2 separate regions of the Capra hircus genome follow, and region 1 is linked to region 2. A link is a contact called in public Hi-C data. All regions are on one chromosome and are shown on one strand. The core of a region is the stretch at or near the end of the contact, and the rest is flanking DNA. Distances in the headings are between cores, read along the strand shown. Region 1 holds the start of MGAT5B (alpha-1,6-mannosylglycoprotein 6-beta-N-acetylglucosaminyltransferase B). Region 2 has its middle 62 kb from the start of SEC14L1.

Evidence for each region. Hi-C and Micro-C count contacts between places; a contact is called where the count stands out from the background.
Region 1: a Hi-C map of liver shows a contact between it and region 2, with 6 times the contacts expected there. The contact joins the promoter of MGAT5B here to the enhancer-like site in region 2. A contact is called at or near these places in 3 of 5 Hi-C or Micro-C datasets (blood and liver).

Annotation. Positions count from the first base shown.
Region 1 is chr19:54,182,192-54,184,891 of ARS1.2, reverse strand. It overlaps MGAT5B (alpha-1,6-mannosylglycoprotein 6-beta-N-acetylglucosaminyltransferase B), which reads left to right and starts at 1,295. Exons shown (of 18, transcript XM_018063721.1): 1 at 1,295-1,951. The coding sequence starts at 1,884.
Region 2 is chr19:54,027,878-54,030,577 of ARS1.2, reverse strand. No RefSeq gene overlaps it. Among named protein-coding and RNA genes, the nearest start is that of SEC14L1, 62 kb to the right of the region's middle. Within about 2 kb of position 1,262, at least 1 of the 5 cell types and tissues checked has an H3K27ac peak or open chromatin away from gene starts, as enhancers often do.

The DNA of each region.
Region 1 (2,700 bases), core at 46-2,545, 150 kb before region 2:
AGAAATGGCCCTGATCAGGGCTGGGGGGTGGGCTAGGTGAGCAGCAAAGGGGTGGGGGTGGAAGCGGGGAGGCTGGGGCCTGGTTGGACCAGACAAGGACTGGATGGACCAGTATAGAGGTTTCCTCTTCTGGAAAGGCCCTCGGGGTCATCCATGTCCTTCTTCACATGGCCTGAGGCCTTGGGCTCTTCCCAGCCTGGGCCTTCCCTGGCTATGGCTGGCCAAGCTGGTCTGGCAAGTGCCCTTCCTGCCTGAGCAGCATCCTCAGATCCAGGCTTGGTTCTTGCTCGGGGTGCTCACAGGGGCCACTGACCTCTCTCTGCAAAGGCAAACACCTCTCCAGGGTCAAGAAGTGGAAGCAGGGTGGGTGGGGGTGAAGGGAGGACATGCATGCTTTCTGGAGTTGGAAGGAGCCTTAGTGAACCTCACGTGTGCCTGCCAAGTCGCTTCAGTCATGTCAGACTCCATGTCAGTCATGTCAGACCCTATAGATTGTAGCCTGGCTAGGCTCCTCTGACCATGGGATTCTCCAGGCAAAAGTACTGGAGTGGGTTGCCATTTCCTCCTCCAGGGGAATCTTCGTGACCCAGGGGTCGAACCCGTGTCTCCTGCGGCTCCTGCATTGCTGGTAGATTCTTTACCGCTGAGCCATGGGGTGGGGTGGGGCAGGGTGAGGGAAACCGAGCAGTCCCCTTGACTTTCAGGTATCACCCGCTGGTTAACGGAAGGTCTGAGACTAGAACCCAACCCACCTGCCCCTGTTTCTGGGCTCAGAGGAAAAGCCTCAGTGTCACAGGCCGTGTTTAAAAAAAGGAAGCAAAGGAGAGCTGCTGCAGTCTGTCCATAGAGGGCCAAAGGATGGGTGAAGGTTGCAAAGCGAAATCGTGGGTGTGAAGGGGCCGATGCAGAAGCCCTGTGGCCGCAGAGGCAGGAGCAGCGACCCGAGGGAGGGCCCTGGCACAGGGCATAAGGGGGCAACCTCCTCCTAGCGCTGACCTCCTCTGTGCTCTGCAGGAGCCCGAAGCAGCCCTCGGCCCTCAGAGCTGGTGGCACCCGGCATGCTTCCGAAAGCGGGGCCTGGGGAAGTTGCAGGGCTGGAAGGAGGCTCGGGGACGCCCGCCCGCCTTCCCACCCCGGCGCCCCGCCTCGGGCCTGGAGAGCGCGCCGCTGGGCCGCGGCCACGAGGTGGCGCCGGCGCGCCGAGGAAGCGTGGCGGCCGCTCCCGGGCCGCCCCAGCCGCTACTCGGCCGCCTCCTCCGAGCTAACAATGCGGCGCCTCCGGGCGTAACGCAGCGCGGGGCTGGACACCCGACACCCGAGGGCGGGCAGCGGGGAGAGCGGGCGGCAGCGCGGGCGCGGGGCGCCCTCGCCGGGGGCCATGGGCGCGGCGCGGTACGCGGCCGGGAAGCGGCGCGGCGCGGAGGCGCGGGGGGCCGGGGCGCGGGGCCGGGGCCGCCGCTAGCCGGCACCGAGGGCGCGGGCCCGGGCGGGCATGAGGGCGCCCGCGGCGGGGAGCCCGTCTGCGCGTCGCGGCGCCGTCCCGCCCTGCGAGAGAGCCCGAGCAGGCAGACGCGCGGCCGGCGGTCTGGGGGCGCGCCGCCTCCCGGCCTCCAGAATGTGAAGGGGGAGGGCGGAGACGCAGAGACGGCCCGGCCAGGCGCCCTCGCCGGCCTCCGGCAGCCGCGCCGCTCCCCGGCCCCTGCCCGCCGAGCCCCCGCCGACCCCGCGGGCCGCGAAGCCGCCGGGCCCCCGGGCCCCCTCCTCGCCTCGCTCGGGCCCGGCTTCGGCCCGCAGAGGGTTCGCTGCCAGGACGTGGCCAGAGCCGAGCTCGGGACCGTCCGGCCGGCCTCGCCCTCGGCTTCTCGCCCGGACAAGTTTGAACAATGATCACAGTCAACCCCGATGGGAAGATAATGGTCAGAAGATGCCTGGTCACCCTGAGACCCTTTCGGTAAAGTTCTTTCCCGTTGGCGCGGGGAGGGCTTTTTCTCCAAGGGGGCGCGGGGTAGGTGGGCGAGGTCAGTCTCTGCGAGGGTACCTGTCCCTAGGGTGTCCCAGTAGCAGAGCGGGGCGGTTTGTGCTTCCACCCTTGATGGTGGCCAGCGGGGCTGGGAAAGGCATGGAGCTGGGGTCCCGGTTCGGGTGGGGAGGGTGTGTGATTCTGGGACGTGTGGACCGAGTTTGGTCTAGATTCGGAGAGGACTCGGGGTGCGAAGGTGGGAAAGGGGGCAGAAATCACCCATGTTGTGGTCCTGGGCCGGGGAAGTTGCCCCAGCCAGGGCGCCCCTTCCCTGCCTCTCCGGTCCTTCCCCACCTCGAGATCGGCCCCATCCCCGCGGCAAAGTTAGCGCTCGAGCGGGGCGGCATCCCCACCCAGCCCGCCCCCCCACCCCCTCCGCCCGAGCCACCCTCTTTGACCCCGCCTCCTGCTTGCACTCCTTTTCTCTCGGGGGGTGCGGGCTTCTGTCCCATGGGAGGGCCCCGAGATTGTGGCAAAGACCCCCCACCCCCTTCTACTGGGAATTCGATCCCGGATCGCGGGCCTTGGAGAAATTGGGGCAGGGGCGGCGCTGTGGGGAGGAGGGGTGGCCAGAGCGTGGAGGCAGGAGGGAAGACAAGACCGACCTCCTACTCCGACCTGGGCGGTCCAGGCCAGGCAGGACTATGGACTCTGGGGGGCTGGCTGGGCTCTGCGGGTCC
Region 2 (2,700 bases), core at 13-2,512:
CGCCGGTCATATTGAATTAGGGCCCACCCTAATGACCTCATCTTAACTAATTATCTCCCTGCAATGCAGGAGACCCTCGTTCAATTCCTGGGTCGGGAAGATCCCCTGCAGAAGGGATAGCCCACCCACTCCAGTATTCTTGGTCTTCCCTGGTGGCTCAGCTGGTAAAGAATCCGCCTGCAATGCGGGAGACCTGGGTTCGATCCCTGGGTTGTGAAGATCCCCTGGAGAAGGGAAAGGATACCAACCCCAGTGTTCTGGCCTGGAGAATTCCATGGACTGTATAGTCCGTGGGGTCGCAAAGAGTCAGACACTACCGAGAAACTTTCACTTCACTTTAACTAATTATATCTGCAACGACTCTACTTCCAAATTACATGCTGAGGCCATGGGGGTTAGAACTTCATTATGTGAATCTGGAGGGGACGCAAGTCAACCCATAACCACAAGTGACACATTTTCTGTGACCAAAGCCAGCCAAGAAGGCTGCCTGTTAAGCTGAGCACTGACCGCACTGTCTGGGAGGGGCTGGGTGTGCACCCTCATGGGGCAGTCACAGCTCTAATGAAATGCTTTGAAAAGCGCCCGATCTGTGGAATGTTCCAGGCAGATTAAATATACAGCATCCGAGAAGCCAAGTGGCTTGGAAAAATGCATTTATGGCTTTAACAAAAGATGGAGCAGTTGGACAAGCAAGCAAGATAGCGCTAATTGGCAGGCAGCTCTTGTTTTCTCCCTACAGTTGCCTCATGGATTTGTTTTTTAAAAAAAAGAAAGTGTTGAAGGCTTGAAATTAAACACTTTAAACAATGGGCTAATGTTCTCAGAGACCAGCTTTTGTTCCACCTACTGGGTTCTTTTCAATCAGCTGAAAACACCGTCTTCCCCCGGGTAGGGGCATGGAAGATAAGAGGGAGGCACCGCCTTAAACGCTTTGAGAGCAATTTTCTTTCCTATCTTATCACCACCTTCAAGACATGTTATTTTCATCTGAAGTGTGGCTCCTATTTGGGCAAGAAAAAAGTCTTTTCATCTCTCCCATTCCTCATTTTTTCCCCCTCTATCTTCTGAGGGAAGCTTAGGGGAAGATTTTTCTTCCACTTGCTGTGCTTTCGGAATCCCATAAAACACGCTGGCGGCTGGCGTGTTTTGGACTGATAACACCCCCTCCCATCCCACCACGTGACCCCAGCACGAGCTGTCACGGGGTCAGCGTGCGGACCTGGTGGGGGACCAATGAGGTTTGGCAGGAAGCAGTGGGGAGGCGAGCGAGGCGGGTGGGCAAGGAGCTGAGGGCCCCAAGTGTCCTTTGCCCACTGACACTCCCGCGAGCCCACTCCCTCTTCAGGCACCGCTGGCCCCCTCATCTCCAAGGCTGCATCCATGTTTCACCCCCCATCACCAACATAACTGCAAGACCAGCCTGACCCCTCTGCTTAGAAAGCTCCTCTTCCTTGGAACCCTAGAAGCACAGAATAAAGGAGATTTCCAGAACAACTTGATGGGTGTCACTGGGAGGTCATTCCAAGGCAGTCAGCCTCAGGATGGTCTGAGCCGCAGGGACCTTGGAGAACTGCCCAAGGCAAAGGGATGCAGGAGGCAAAGGGGGCCCACCTGGGGCCAGTCCCACTGCCTCCAGTCTGCAGAGGCCATCTCCAGCAGAGGGAGAGAGATCGCACATCTGGGGAGCATGGAAACACTCTGCTCCCTGCAGCCATGACTGATGGATGGTGGGTGTGTGGCAGGGTCAGAAGAACAAATGGGTGACGTGTCCCCAGACTCAGGCTGTCCCTGGGCCATAGCGCTGCAGGATTATGGAGAATTGAGTTTGCACATGAGCACCAACATCCCCATGGCAGCTTGAAAAATGAGAACTTCTAGAGAGACAAAAACTAGACTTGGGATTCTTTTATTGAGATTCCTTCCTTCATGCATACTGTCTATCTCTCTGTATCTCTCTCGTCCCTGCACCCCCATCTGTCAGTTTCTCTCTTTGTCTCTGTCTTTTTCAAGCAGTAATCACAAAATAACATGGAAGAAGAGGTGACTTGTGTTCTCACAGCTACAAGATGACTTCAAGACTCATGGAAATTGACCCCTATGGAAATTGACATCTGCTGCTGGTGATGACTCAGATCCACATGTCACCAACTGGGTACCACTTGAGAGCTAAGAAGATGCTCCAGTAAGCCTCCTCCCTCCTTTACAGGCTGGCTTTGCTGGTGTGTTTCTATTTTAGAGTCAGGAGATGGGTCTCACGTGGGAATTATATTTCTCCAACCAACTGGTACCAAGTTGGTTCCTGAAGCCCCCACAGTACTGGTGGCAATTTCAGACCCCCATGTTTCTTTCCTCTAGTTTCAGGCCAATTGGAATCTGCAGACAATAAATACCAGCTACAGACATGCGGAACCTAGGAGAGGAGGTACAGTGTGTGGTTAGGGTTCTGCTCCCCTCCAGGCTGGGCATTATAAAGAAGTTCTGCTTCACAGCCTGAAGCACCCACCCCTGCCGTTCTCACCACCATCTCCAGACCTGAAAACAACCACCTGGAAGCCGTGTATACTCGATCTTACCCAAAAGGCCGAGAAGCGATCTGGAAGGCCTTTAAACCCTTTCCACCTGGGGAAATGTGTCTATCTTTGCATCCTCAGCCACTGCGTCCCTCTCGTGGAATCAAAAGAAAGTGGGGCGGGGAAA